Linked DNA regions of Sus scrofa: regions 2 and 3 are each linked to region 1. The links are chromatin contacts, called in public Hi-C maps. All regions are on one chromosome and are shown on one strand. The core of a region is the stretch at or near the end of the contact, and the rest is flanking DNA. Distances in the headings are between cores, read along the strand shown.

Region 1 (4,525 bases), core at 640-3,139:
TGACTTCTTTAAATCACAGTGAGGACACTCTTTTACCTGGCTCACCAATGTCTCTAAGCCTTCTCTTCTGATATACAAAATGGAAGGAAAACACTTAGGAAATACTGCACAGAAGCAACCTGGCATTCTTATCTCACAGTCTAGGCTTTGCTCTCCTACAAGCCTTGCCTTGCCATTCCTTGCAAACATGAGTCAGTAATTCAGACTTATAGTTTAGTTGTTAGCACCAGAGGAGTGGCTAGCGTTGGAGTCTCTAAATTGAGACCTGAGCTGAATACTGTTGTCCAAGCTTCCGAATCCAGGATTATTCCCTCACCAGCTCTTCTCCCCTCACTGACTGTGGTATGTTGGTTAGTCAGCGGATAATGAGGTGTTGGAAGAGCACCTACTCTGACACCAAAAGGAACCACTGTGATCTTAACTGCTTTCTCCTTACGCTGAATGAAGACGTGCTCCATTTACAACAGTGTATTTTAACTCCGCTGTTTTTTAAACTTGGCCTTTGTCTACATGGCCTAGTGTCTACACCATCTCTTGCTTAGCCCAAGGGCCCAAACATTTCTATTTGACCTACAGTTATTAACCTACAACTATAAATACCCATTAGGTTATTACAGTGCTAATTTAATTTCTTCCAAATGAGAAACTCTGAGTATGAAAATTGAAAGCATGTCTAGAAGGTTGGCCAGGTGTAGCCAGATTCTTTGATGTTGATCCCCTTCCCTGGATAGTTGTAGGTTCATAAAAGCTCAGTAATCTTTGAAAACTTTTCTGTCACCATTGATTCTGTTAGAATTTTTTACTGAATTTCTCACATAAACATTACATTATGAAAATAATCATTTCAGTGACAAAACGAGGTTTCAGGCTTATAATTATTATATTTTTCCCATTGCAATGTCTTCAATAGTTATTTCGTTCACTAGAAGTGAGTTTTGTTATTGTCATCTAAAAGTAATATTTTCATTCTTCAAAACTGACACATGCACACCTGAATGTTTCCTCATTTGTCTCTCATACCACTTCTAAGAAGTCTCTTGGTTTTCTTGATCATCTTTGAATTTGATCTTATAATTCTGCTTGTAGCTCACTTTAACATAAACAGAAGAATAAAGGAAGTTGTCACCAACAGAGCAGTCCACAGTTAAACAAGGCAGTAATATGTTCTAAATGTCATGAAATATATTTTACTACTCTGGCGGGGTGTGAGATCCAGATGGCAAAAACTCTAGCAGTCAAATCTTGGTATATGTGGGAATCATTAGGGTGTTTTTAAAATGTGTAGGTTCCTGGTCTGATCGCTCATGTATTCACTACAGTAGGTTTAGGTGGGAGGCAGAAGTCTACACTTGAATTTTTATCATGCTCTTAGATGGTTCTGGTTTGGTTGGTTTGCAGAGCACTTTGAGGAAAAAATGCAAAAGTGTCTACTCATAATTAATCAGCCTCTTGATATATAATTTAAGTTTTTATTTAGTTAATCCTATAGGAGAAGAGCGTTGACTTTTGTGGCTTGGAACACAGATCTAAATTTGCGACTGAGAAAAACACTTAAGTGCCCACAGTGTCCTGTGTTTTGTCCTTTCAGTGCAGTTATGAATCAAACTGGAAGCCCTTTGAAAATTTCCAATAGGCTGTGAAACACACTTTAAGAATCACTTTTCTCAGCTGTCTTAAAATTATGGCTGGATGCCCAGAAGCTGATAGTTAACAAGCATGGAAATATATCTACTTGAAATCTTACAAGTAAAAACAACTTTGGGAAGCCAGTTCCCACTTTGGTACTTGGCACTGGATGAAAGTTTCACATCCACATTGGAGATCCTCATTCAAAGACAGAGACACTTCAATATTCACATTAATTTCTTTTACTAAAAATAACAGCCAAAGAATGTGCAGCTGAAGTTGATCCCTGGCGGCATTTAGTTTGTTTACACTCTGTCTTGGCTGTGCCCATTATACATGTCTGCAGCCTTTCCACATACTTAGAGGAGCCACATAGATTATAATCTAATTATAGGGAAGTATAAAAACAAATATCTCTGCAAGCAAATACTGAAATACTTTAAAGTCAACAAAAGCTATAATTGCTCAGATTTAAAAGCAGCATGTGAGTAAGCAAATACATAGAAAAGTGTAAAATTACGTGACCTCAGGTGATTTCTGTATTTCATTTTTATACTCTTAAAACATTTTTTATTGCAGAATAATTGACATAAAAATCTGCACAGATTTGAAGTGTATATGTTTATAAGTTTTAAGATATGTGTATGCCTGTGACACTACTGCCACAATTAAAGTAATGAGCAGATCTATCATTTCCATAAATTTCTTTGTGCCCTTTTGTAATCTTCCCACTTGCTCCTTGTTCTCTGTTCATCCTCAGGCAATCATTAATCTGTTTTCTGTCTTTACACATTAGTTGATATTTCCTAAGATTATATATATGGAATCATATAATATGTATTCCATTTTGTGATTTCTTTTATTCAGCATAATTATTTTGAGATTCATCTATGTTGGTGTATATATAACTTGTATGAAATAGTATACTTTGATTTTTCTTGTCCTGACCTTTGTGCTATTTTTGTCATACTTTTACATGTTATAAACCCCACTACATTATTTTCATTTTTTGTGTAAACAGTTATCTACTACAAATATCTAAATGATAAGAAAAAAGTATAATTTACCTATTTTCAGGTTTTGAAAATTTCTCTTGATTTTTTTTTTTCCCCTATTTGACCTAGGAATTATCTAGAAGTGTATTGTTTGGTTTCTAAGTGTTTGAAGATTTTAAAGTTATCATTTTGTTATTGATTTCAGTTTTATTCTCTGGTATTTGGAGGATGCACTCTACACAGTTTCATTTCTTTTACATTTATGGACTGGGATATGGTCTGTCATGGTATGTGTTTATTTCATACACACTTGAAAAGCATGTGCAATCTGTCCTTGTGAGGTGTAGTGCTCTATTAAGATGTTGATTTGATCCTGGTTGGTGTTGTTGAATTCTGTATTCTTGCTGATTTTCTGTGTAGCTGCTCTGTCAATTATTGGGAGAGTGGTGTTGAAGTATTCATTATGGATTTGTCCATTTCTCCTTTCACTTTTATCAGTTTTGCTTCATATATTTCATAGCTCTCTTGGTAGCTGCATACACATTTAAGATTGCTACATCTTCTTAGTCTATTGACCCTTTCATCATTACATAATGTTCCTTTTGGGGGCTGGTGATTTTATTTTTTTGTACCAAAGTATACTTTATTTAATCTTAATATATCCGTTTTTACTTTATTTTTCTTAGTGTTATATTTTTTCGGTCTTTGTACTTCCAACCTGACTGTGTCACTGTATTTGTAGTGAGTGTCTTGTAGACAGCATAGAGCTGGAAGCTTTTTTTTAAAAAAAAATTTAATTTGCCATTCTCTGTCTTTTAACGAATGTGTTCAGACCATTGAGATTTAATGTAGTTATTGATATGTTAGGGCTTCGGTCTGCCATCTTTATATTTTGTTTCTTGGCTCTGTTTCATTTCTCTTCTTACCCGCATTTTTGTGAGTTACTGAAACATTTCTTAGAATATTTTTTGGAGTTATTCATGTTTTTGAGTGCATCTCTTTGTTTGGCTTTTTTGGTGGTTAGATAGAGAATGAGAAAGAGAGAGAAAGAGAGATCTATATATTTAGAGCCACATCAGACAGTGTCATGATTTTTGCATCAGCCATGAAGCCTACTTTAGAAAACTCAAGAGGAAAAACAAAACCTTTTGTATTTCTCCATATTTTTATTTACCATGTTTTTCCTTCCTGATGTTCCAAGCTTCCATCTTTTATTGTTTCTTTTTGTTTAGTGAATTTCTTTAAGTCATTCTTTTAGGGTAAGTTTGGTGACAAATAATCTTAGTTTTTCTTCATCTGAATACTTTAACTTCTTTCTTTTAGAATATTTTTACTGGGTATAGGATTCTAGGTTGACAGATATTTCCTTTTAGAACTCGAAAAATGTTGTGCCACTTCCTTCCAGCCTCAATTGTTTCTGATGAGAAATCTGCTATAATTTGAATGGCTTTCCATTAAAGATGTTATTTTTCCTCTGGTTGGTTTCAAGAATTTTTGTCTTTATTTTTCAGGAGTTCCATTATGATGTTTGGTTTTATCCTGTTTGGAGTTCACTCTGCTTCTTTATGTTCATGTGTTTTGCCAGATTTCATAAGTTTTCAGCTGTTATTTTTCCAGCACCTTTTCAGACTTGCCCTCTTTCTCTACTCCTTCTGGGACTTAATGATGCAAGTCATTGAAGCTCTCTTCATTTTAATTTTTTTAGTCAGTTTTCTCTCTGTGGTTCAGAGTGAACAATTTCAGTTTTATCATACATTTCACAAGATTTTCTTTCTTTCTTTCTTTCCTTTCTTCCTTCATTTCCTTCCTTCCTCTTCACCCACAGCATTTGGCATTTGAAAGTTCCCAGGCTAGGGGTTGAATCAGAGTCATAGCGCCAGCCAATGCTGCAGCTACAGCAACAC
Region 2 (4,525 bases), core at 855-3,354, 700 kb before region 1:
GAAAGAATTGCTTATTTACTGTTTGCGAATACTTTCCCAAGACAGTACAGACAAAGTGAAAAGCAACTACAGTAGGAAAGAGGAACCATATATATGCAATGACATGGCAACCTTTCTAACCTTTGAATTAGAATACAACCTTTTGATTTGTATTCCCAAAGCAATGAAGGATCTGGCTATTAAATTAAAATCACTGTTATACACAACTTGTCCTAGCTGAAAAGTCATATAGCAAATTGTGTTTTCAAATGAAGAGAGGCACCAAATTCTAATGGACCCCTGTCTGCACTAAATTTCCAATATTACGAAAGTATCCATCAGAAAAAAATAAGAATGACCCCCGTCCATGCCACCCAGAGCAATCCACAGATTCAGTGCAAGATGTCAATGGCCTCTTTCACAGAAATAGAGCAAACATTCCTGAAAGGTATAGGGAACCACAAAAAAGCCCATATAACCAAAATGATCTTGAGAAAGATGGCCGGAGGCATTACACTCACTGATTTCAAATTATATTACAAGGCTATAGTAATCAAAATAGTATGATTTTGGCACAAAAATAGATATCTAGATTAATGGAACAGAACAGAGAACCCCGGGGGGGGGGGGAGGGAGTCATGCCTATATGGTCAATTAATCTATAACAAAGGAGTCAAGAATATACAATGGATAAAGGACATTTTCTTCAATACATTGTGTTGGGAAAACTGGGCAGCCACATGCAAAAGAATGAAACTGTACCACTCTCTTAGACCATACACAAGAACTAACTCAAAATGGATTAAAGACTTGAACAAAAGACCTAAAACCATAAACTTCTAGAAGAAAACATGGGCGGTCAGCTCCTCGATATCAGTCTTGGGGATGATTTTTTGGCTCTGACTCCAAAATCAGAAATAAACAACCCGGCAGATACCAAAACCAAAAAACATCTGCACAGCAAAGAAAACCATCAATGAAATGAGAAGACAACCTATGGACTAGAAGAAAGTACTTGCAAATTGTATATTGGATAAGGGGCTAATAGCTAAAATATGTAAAGAGCTGATACAGTTCAACAGCAGCAAGAACAAAACCAACCAATTAAAATAGGGGCCAGGAAACTGAAGAGATATTTTTCCAAAGAAGACATAGTATATGAAAAGATGCTCAGCATCACTAATCATCAGGGAAGTACAAATCAAAACCACAATGAGATATCACCTCACGCTGTTAGAATGGCTGTGAAATAACAAGTGTTGGCAAGGATGTAGAGAAAAGGGAATCCTTGTGTACTGTGGGTGGGAATGAAAATTGGTGCAGCCACTGTGGAAAACAGTATGGAGGTGCCTCAAAAAACTAAAAATGGAATTACCATATAACCCAGCAATTCTGCTTCTGGGTATTTATCCAAAGATAAATGAAAACATTAACTGGAAAAGATAAATGCACACCCATGTTAACTGCAGCATTATTTCCAATATGTGTGACATGGAAACAGCCTAAGTATCCATTGATGGATGAATGGATAAAAAAATATGAGATACATAGATACAAACATACACATACATACATATATCATATATATGTGTATACATATACACACATATGTATGTAATTCAGCCATAAAAAAGAATAAAATAATATCATTTGTGAAGCTATGGAATGACCTTGAGAGCATTACACTAGGTGAAATAAGTCAGACAAATACTGTATAATCACACTTATATGTGGCATCTTTAAAAAAAAAAAAAAAAGCTCATTGGTACAAAGAACAGATTAGTGGTTGCCAGGGGCAGGGGTGGAGGTTAAGCAAACGAGTAAAAGGAGTTGCTAAAAGAATCAATCGTAAAAGTTTTCATCATACACAAAAAAATGGTAACCCTGTACAAGGATGGATATTAACTAGACTTACTGTGATCATTTCATAATATATATCGAATCATGATGTTGTACACCTGACACTAATATAATGTTCTGTCCATTATAGCTCATTAAAAAAAAAAAAAATCAAATGCCCCACATTGCCTGGCTCCTCTGGAACACTGCTGCTGGGCTGTAACTGACCATGCCGAGAGGCAACTGCCCAAGCCTTTGACATCGTCACTTGAACCATTCACGTCAGCTCTGTGTGTTACTGATTTAGCGTTTTGCGCCTGCACTGGGCTGATCTAAACGACTGAGTCAGTGACTGCATCCAGGCAATTTGAGAAAAGTAGTAAACACAGCAGCTTCATTGCTGAGATCCCAGGGGTGCCCTCCCAGACCCAGTAGGAAAACCTCTGCTGAGACTCGCAGGCGGCGATTTGGCTCCCCATCTGGATTTTACCTCTGCCGAAAAATGCCACCAGGAAAACCTTTCCCCTTCCCACTGCTCTGCAGGTTTTGGCAATGGATGGCTCCTTTGCCCTACGGGTGCAGTGTTGGCCTTCTTGAGCCAGAAGAGCACAGTCTGAAAATAGAAACAGGGGCTGTTTTGTGGCCATTGAATAGGAAGGCTAATAATAGCATTGCTTCATTGTTTGGCAAGGACTTCAGGCTACCCCAGCCAAGGAGCAGCACACTCTGCAGTAACCAAATCATAAAATTTCTCCAGGGAATGGTGCAGCTTTTCAGAACATGTTTTATATTCTGGGATTGCTCGGGAAGGAAATAGTTGAGAAGTTGTTTTGACATAAGTGTGGTTTGTTTCCAATTTGAAGGCAGAGGGAGGGGCTGGAGAGATGAGCCAGGAGGTCAGTCGCAGAAGGGATGCAAAAAAAAAAAAAAAAACGTGTCGTTAAGGAGTTCCTGACAGGTGGTGAGAGGGCTGTAGCTCTGGAGCCCAGGCCTGGCGGGGTGTCTGTCCCCGTTGGGTTCCCAGTGTGCTCTCAGCATCGCCTTTCACACTCCTGTAATGTTTATTTCTGTTGAACTTAAAGGATGACCTTTTCCAAACTGCAGTACATTGTTGACCCACATGCATTTCTGAGACCTAATTTCCCTGAATGCCTTCCTTGTTCCTGCCGAAGAGAACTCTGTTCGAGAAAATAGGAAGAGGCTGAGGATAAAGAGCGTTGGCATGGAAATCTTTGAGGCATTGAATCCTGCCTGCTATTAATAATTTAGAAGTGTTTTTAATGCCCTGATAGGGAAGGAAGGTTTTTTTTTGACACCAAAGGCATCTAAATATTAATTTCAGAGGAATTGGTTGTTACAAGCAGTTAACATCCATTTTGTTAGTTGACCTCCTGAGGAAGGTTAATGCACTAAAATCTGGTCATTAAGTATAGTAACAAATGTTTTTTCAGGGAGGTTATTACTATCATAAACTCTAATCCATGGTTCACAGGCAGCAGCCTCTAGTGCAGTGCTCTGACTAATGAAGAATTAACTATTTCTGAGCAGTTAATAAAGATTTTTTCCCCCCACCAATCAACATACTCTACATGATCCTTATAATTACTAAAAGCATTAAGCTCTGGGTATGAGTTGCCTGCATGTCAGACCGGAATTCTGTTCTGAGTAAATGACAAATGGCAAACCTAATCCCATTCCACTTAATTTTTTTTTTCCCCGAACATGTTCACTGAAATAAGAAATAATGGAATTCCTAAGTATGAGAAAAAGATGGTCCAGTACAAAGCATTTGCTAAATGAGAATTGATGAGGTCTTTAGTCATATTTTATTGTGATGGAAGATTTTATGCTGTGCTTTAGTTCTTGCTAGAATTGAGAAGTTAATTGGCTACAAACAGGGCCTCTTTGCCCATTGGTTTGTTTTATTTTGTTTTTCCTGGATTAAAGAGCGTGCATTCTACAGGAACGCAGGAGGCAGAGGCTTGTATGAGAAACACTCATACCTACCTCCTCACCATAAGAGGGAAAAGGTACAACCTAACCTTTCTAAAAAGCCTCAGGGCAGTGTTTTGCTTTTCAATGGAAAGGTCGTCCAGAATTAATTAAAGTCACTTTCCTGCTGAGGACAGAGCATTTGGCTTTACTTTGAAGGCTCAAAGAAAGTTGCTCACACCAATTTCTTAGAGACCCGAATTTAAAGCAGCACAGCCAGTCCAGGGGGCAGCCTTTAAGAAGAAGTAAGCTTTCGGAATCAAAAGTCTGAACAGCTAATACACTGAGGCTTTAGGTGCCCCTGAGTTGGCAGTGTAAAATTAAAAAAAAAAAAAAAAAAAGAATGGCTTACTTTTCCCTGGGCCAAGTAGGATCAGCCTCCACATTGACATAGGCCCTTTCCCCTCCTTATTTTAACTTCAACTAAATCCTGGCCTTGAGACGGGTGCCCCTCCCCCCCCCACCATTGAACAGAGAGGGAGGGGAAACCACACTTAGCCAGAATGAAAGGGACATTGTCTTTTGGAAAAGTACCTGTATTTTGGAAGGGTTTGCATCGCACACAAAAGCTTAAAAGGGGTCCAGTACACTGCTGGCAGCTCACCATCTCAAAATATTCTTGTGGAAGATTTGGTACATTGTACCCAGCTAAGGAACCAGTAGGGCTGGATTATCTGCACATCTTAGGACTTTACGCACCCTTCATGTGTTTGGT
Region 3 (4,525 bases), core at 991-3,490, 550 kb before region 1:
GTTCCTCAACCCCAATCTGGTTGGAAAATAAAACGCTTTGTCTCCACAACCACCCCCCACCGCACCCCCACCCGCTCTCAGTGTGTGTTTTATACGTGTGTATATCTCAACCCCCTACAGTAGCCAAGAGAAAGCAGCTAGCCAATGAGAGAGCCCAGTTTCATAAAAGCTGCTCTCTGATTGGCCGGATGAGAAAGGGCAATGGGAACAAAGAAAAGTCCCTTTCAGGTATAGAGGCTGAGAGCTCCTTTTGCTCCACTCCCCCTGTGTGTGTGTTGTGTTTCAGTCCTGATTTCAGTGTTGCAGAACAAGCTTGTTGTGTGTGTGCACCAGGGGGATTTTTCTTTTTTTTTAATTTTAATTTTTGCTTTTATAAAAAATACACAGGACGGTCTGTGACATTTGATGGTCCATCTTCTTTAATAATAAATTTGTTGAAGAGATTATAATTTCCAAAATAAAGCGGCTGCAACTAAACACATTCAATGCAGTTAGAAGGAAAAGGTCAACTCGATCCAATACAGACCGTAAGTACGGTTGCGTGGTGTGTCTCTATATAGCACTTAGCGGGGACTTCATGCAGGGGAATGTGCGAGTTTTATGCATTGAAATGAGGAACTAGTTACAGGGTTTGGCTTTTGCATTGAGAACAACAACCCAAGAAGGGTGAATTTTTATTCAGTGGAGGGTGAAGCATTTGTAACTTCTTCACACAAATTAAGCTTGACTGGGCACTTGGGGTAACTTAGAGTAAATTACCTTTTGGGCTCTAACCCAAGGAGAATAAAAGTGACACAGTTACAAATCCTGATCTGCAGTGTCCATTCTCTAGCGCACCTCACCCCACCCTCTCCTATCCTAGCTGGGCAGGACCCTCTTCCAAACCGAGCCAGGAAAATGGGGGCAAGGGCAGAGCAAGCCGATTTCTGTCTCTTGTCACATCTAGTGCCCAATAATTTAATATTAAACAAGGGAATAGTCACCCATTACATGTAATGGTTATAATTACCGTTTTCCACCTCCTTAAAAAAGCAAGCAGCAAAAACACCATTAAGGAGAAAAAAAAAAAAAAGCCCCACCCAACCCAAACAAACCCACAAATAGTAACAATGGTGTGTTTATTACAGGACCTGCCTAGGGAGCTAGCAAAATGTTTTTCTTTGTTTAAGACATTGGTGGGGGGGGGGTCCCTAAAATCCAAGTAGCTTGGAAGTGCCCTCCCCGCTCGCCTGGTCGTCCCCATCCCGGCCCCTTGGGAAAGCCGACAAATTGGAGATAAGTTGAGGAAAGGTTTATAAGGTGTTTCTTTAAAACATCTGCTTTGCTCTTGTGCTCATTACATTTCACTCCTTCCGAACTTCCGAGCCTAGATCTGCGAGAAATGTTTCACATTCATAACTTGTAGCTGCTCCCACTGCAAGGGCGGGGGTGGGGGGAGGCGGCGGTGGGGAGAGTGTGTGCAGGGGGAGGGGAGAGACCTTCAGCTTTTTTTTTAAAGACCAGATCAGTATTTTCTTGATACGCTTGTCACCATTTTTGTTCTCACGACAACCAATTGAGCCCTTGATCCTCACGTGATGTGAAAGGCTTGCACTGTAACAAAATCGCTTCTTTTAGATGGTTGGTTGTTGCTAACTCGCCCATCCCCCTCTCCCAGCCCCGACATTTCCAGCAAAGCGACTCTCCACTTCCAATCCATCAACAATTCATTACTGCTTTTAGCTTCCAAACGCCAGCTAATTAAAAATACTAAGCCAAGCTCTGGGGCCATCTGACTAAACACAGGAGGGGGTGGGCGAGGGAGGAGGAGGAGAGAAAAATAAATAAAAAGGAGACGCACCGTTTGCTGCGACTATAAATGGGAAAAACTGTCCTGAAAAAGGTCGCCTTAAAAAAATCTTTTTTTTTTCCCCTCTAATTATCGAATTACCACATGACTGATTGACTTGAGCGACAGCAGATTTTTTTTTTTTTTCTCCCCCTCAGGGACTTATACTAGGAACTCGGTTCCTTTTTCTTAAAACAACATAAAACAGGAAAACATCACATCCTTTAGGTTTCGAAGACTGAACCAATTTTAAACGCCGTTATTTTCCCCACCCCGCCGACCCCCGCCCCGAGCGAAGGCTGTTAAAACTGGTTTATCAGCTCCCTGAATACTCTGCTCCCCTCCCCCTCGCACCTTTCTTGTTCTCCTCTTGCCGGGCTTCTCGTCCCCCCCCTTTCCTCCTCCCCCCTCCCCACCCCCCGCGTCCCCCTCCTTTCCTCTTAAGTTAGTTCAAGAAATCAAATCTGTCAGGACGGGCGGAAAAATGCCACTTCCCGACTAACAGGCGGAATCCAGCCCAGATTTTCAGTCCTTTCTTCTTATTCTTTCTTCCCTTTCACTAATTTATCCCGATGTTAGCACATTCTGTCTTGTTACTAGCGGACGCCTGTAGGTTTGCTACATGGGATCATTACTTACTGATCACGGTGACTCTGAAGTCTGGAACTGAAGGCGGAATGAGAAGTTGGGAAAACTTTTTTCTCTAAGCTCGCTCTCTTTTTTTAAAAAACTATTATTCTCGATGCTTGTTAAGAGGAAAAAACCCTTTTGGTGCTTCTGTTGTGAATGTGAAACATTATCTTCCAGCTGTACAGTGACACATTTTTTTAAGGAGAAAAGGACTGATTCGTTTGCCAAAAGGGGGATGGGGAGGTGGAATAATGTTATCGAGTGATTATTCTGGCTGAGATGTGTTATTTGGTTCCTTCCTTCTTGATCATTTGGTGTTTAAGTAAAATGAGGCACAGGCTTGTTTGCCGAGTGGAGTGGGAAAGGCATTTTGATTTGCTGGCCTAATTAAAAAATGATAAAGGATTAAAGGTAAGCAATGTCTGTGTGTGTGTGTGTGTGTGTGTATGTATATTTATTTTTTTTTTCTTGACAACTGTTAAAAAGGGGCTGATCCCTTTAAAAACCGTTTTAACTGATCTTTGTCAAACACACACTCATTTGCGGTCATTGAGGCCACCTTGGCGCAGATCACTTAAAGTGTATGTCTTAATCAGTTTCCCGTACAGTCAGTAGCACCATATTTAACAGACTGAGCAAGTCTGTGACCTAGGAATACGGTAGAATTGTTTAGATGTAATTTTTTTTCTCTCCAAAGGCAGATATTTAGCCTTTTATTTAACACTGTCTTTTCTTTAATAGAGAAATGCTCTTAAAGACGTGTGTATATTTCAAGAATAAAATTGTATTAACTGTTGGGAAAGACAGGATAGGAGAGGGGGTATGGGTATGGGGGGGCGTATTGGTTGTTTGTTTTTTTTTTCTTTTTTTTTTGTTTTTTTCCTGTTCCTTACTGGGAACAAAAACAGATTGCCCAGACAATTTGTAAAAAGAAGTAATAAAATTAGAAATGAGAAGAATTTAGTAACATCATTCTGAAACTAGTCTCAGAGAACTTCCAGGGTCTGGTCTTTTAAATTGCAAGATCTAGGACATGTTTAAGGATGTTTAAAGCGTGTTCCTTCCTCTTGTCTGAGTGTTCAGGCTGTGTTTCTGGGGTTGTTATCATGTGTATGTGCCAGAAAGAAAAAATCCTAAACTCTCTTTTTTTTTTTTTTTTAAACCTTTCTGGACTTGACTCAGATCCTTAAGATATTTTGATGCCTTTAAAAAAGTGATTATCCTTGTGCTGTTCATAAAGGGTTTTTCTTTTTTAGCTACTGTGAGATGCTTACTGTCATGGGTATGTTTTTCGGGTTTGGTTATTTTCCTTTAAACCTGATATTGGACTGTGGAGACAATACATGAACCACTTTACTCTCCATCCTTCCCTGTACCCCTTACTGACTCCCCAGTATTAATCGTTTTTTATTCTGGTAACACCCAGACAAGAAATATTCGACTTTTCCCCCCTTCACAGGAAAAGGTGGACCTGGACTGAAGGGTGTAAAAATCCCTGGACACATTCCTGGGGCAGGAAAAAGAAGAGGAAGATTAGAAGATTTTTTTTTTTTTTTTTTTTTTTTTAAGAGAAAGCCCAGCGGAGCTAAACGAATGTCCCCTCATCTCCAAAGGAAAGTTCATCGGATTTTTATTCTAGAGAGCTCATCTTCAGGATGTCAGTGAACATTTCTACGGCAGGAAAAGGTGTGGATCCAAATACGGTTGATACTTATGACAGTGGCGATGATTGGGAAATCGGGGTTGGAAATTTAATAATTGATTTGGACGCTGATTTGGAGAAGGACAGACAGAAATTTGAAATGAATAATTCCACCACCACCACTAGCAGCAGCAACTCCAAGGATTGTGGAGGTTTGGCCTCAAGTGGGGCCGGTGCTACCGCAGCCTTAGCTGATGGCCTAAAATTTGCTTCTGTTCAGCCCTCTGCTCCCCAGGGGAATTCACACAAAGAGACCAGCAAATCAAAAGTGAAAAGGAGTAAAACTTCTAAGGATGCTAATAAATCTCTGCCTTCTGCTGCCTTGTATGGGATTCCCGAGATCAGCGGCACTGGCAAGAGGCAGG

What was found. Hi-C and Micro-C count contacts between places; a contact is called where the count stands out from the background.
Region 2: a contact with region 1 is called in a Hi-C map of skeletal muscle, with 5 times the contacts expected there. The contact joins two enhancer-like sites. A contact is called at or near these places in 2 of 47 Hi-C or Micro-C datasets (psoas muscle and skeletal muscle) and 1 of 2 datasets of contacts at active chromatin or transcription factors (skeletal muscle).
Region 3: a contact with region 1 is called in a Hi-C map of skeletal muscle, with 4 times the contacts expected there. The contact joins the promoter of ZNF608 here to the enhancer-like site in region 1. A contact is called at or near these places in 10 of 47 Hi-C or Micro-C datasets (alveolar macrophages, brain, embryonic fibroblasts and 6 more) and 1 of 2 datasets of contacts at active chromatin or transcription factors (skeletal muscle).

The regions. Positions count from the first base shown.
Region 1 is chr2:127,601,750-127,606,274 of Sscrofa11.1, reverse strand. No RefSeq gene overlaps it. Among named protein-coding and RNA genes, the nearest start is that of ZNF608, 550 kb to the left of the region's middle. Within about 2 kb of position 1,889, at least 2 of the 83 cell types and tissues checked have an H3K27ac peak or open chromatin away from gene starts, as enhancers often do. A contact at or near this core is called in skeletal muscle, where this site is marked.
Region 2 is chr2:128,306,695-128,311,219 of Sscrofa11.1, reverse strand. It overlaps LOC106509541 (a long non-coding RNA gene), which reads right to left. Exons shown (of 3, transcript XR_001307170.2): 1 at 2,309-4,525. Among named protein-coding and RNA genes, the nearest start is that of ZNF608, 150 kb to the right of the region's middle. Within about 2 kb of position 2,104, at least 11 of the 83 cell types and tissues checked have an H3K27ac peak or open chromatin away from gene starts, as enhancers often do. A contact at or near this core is called in skeletal muscle, where this site is marked.
Region 3 is chr2:128,154,484-128,159,008 of Sscrofa11.1, reverse strand. It overlaps ZNF608 (zinc finger protein 608), which reads left to right and starts at 2,240. Exons shown (of 13, transcript XM_005661601.3): 1 at 2,240-2,869; 2 at 3,918-4,525. The coding sequence starts at 4,114.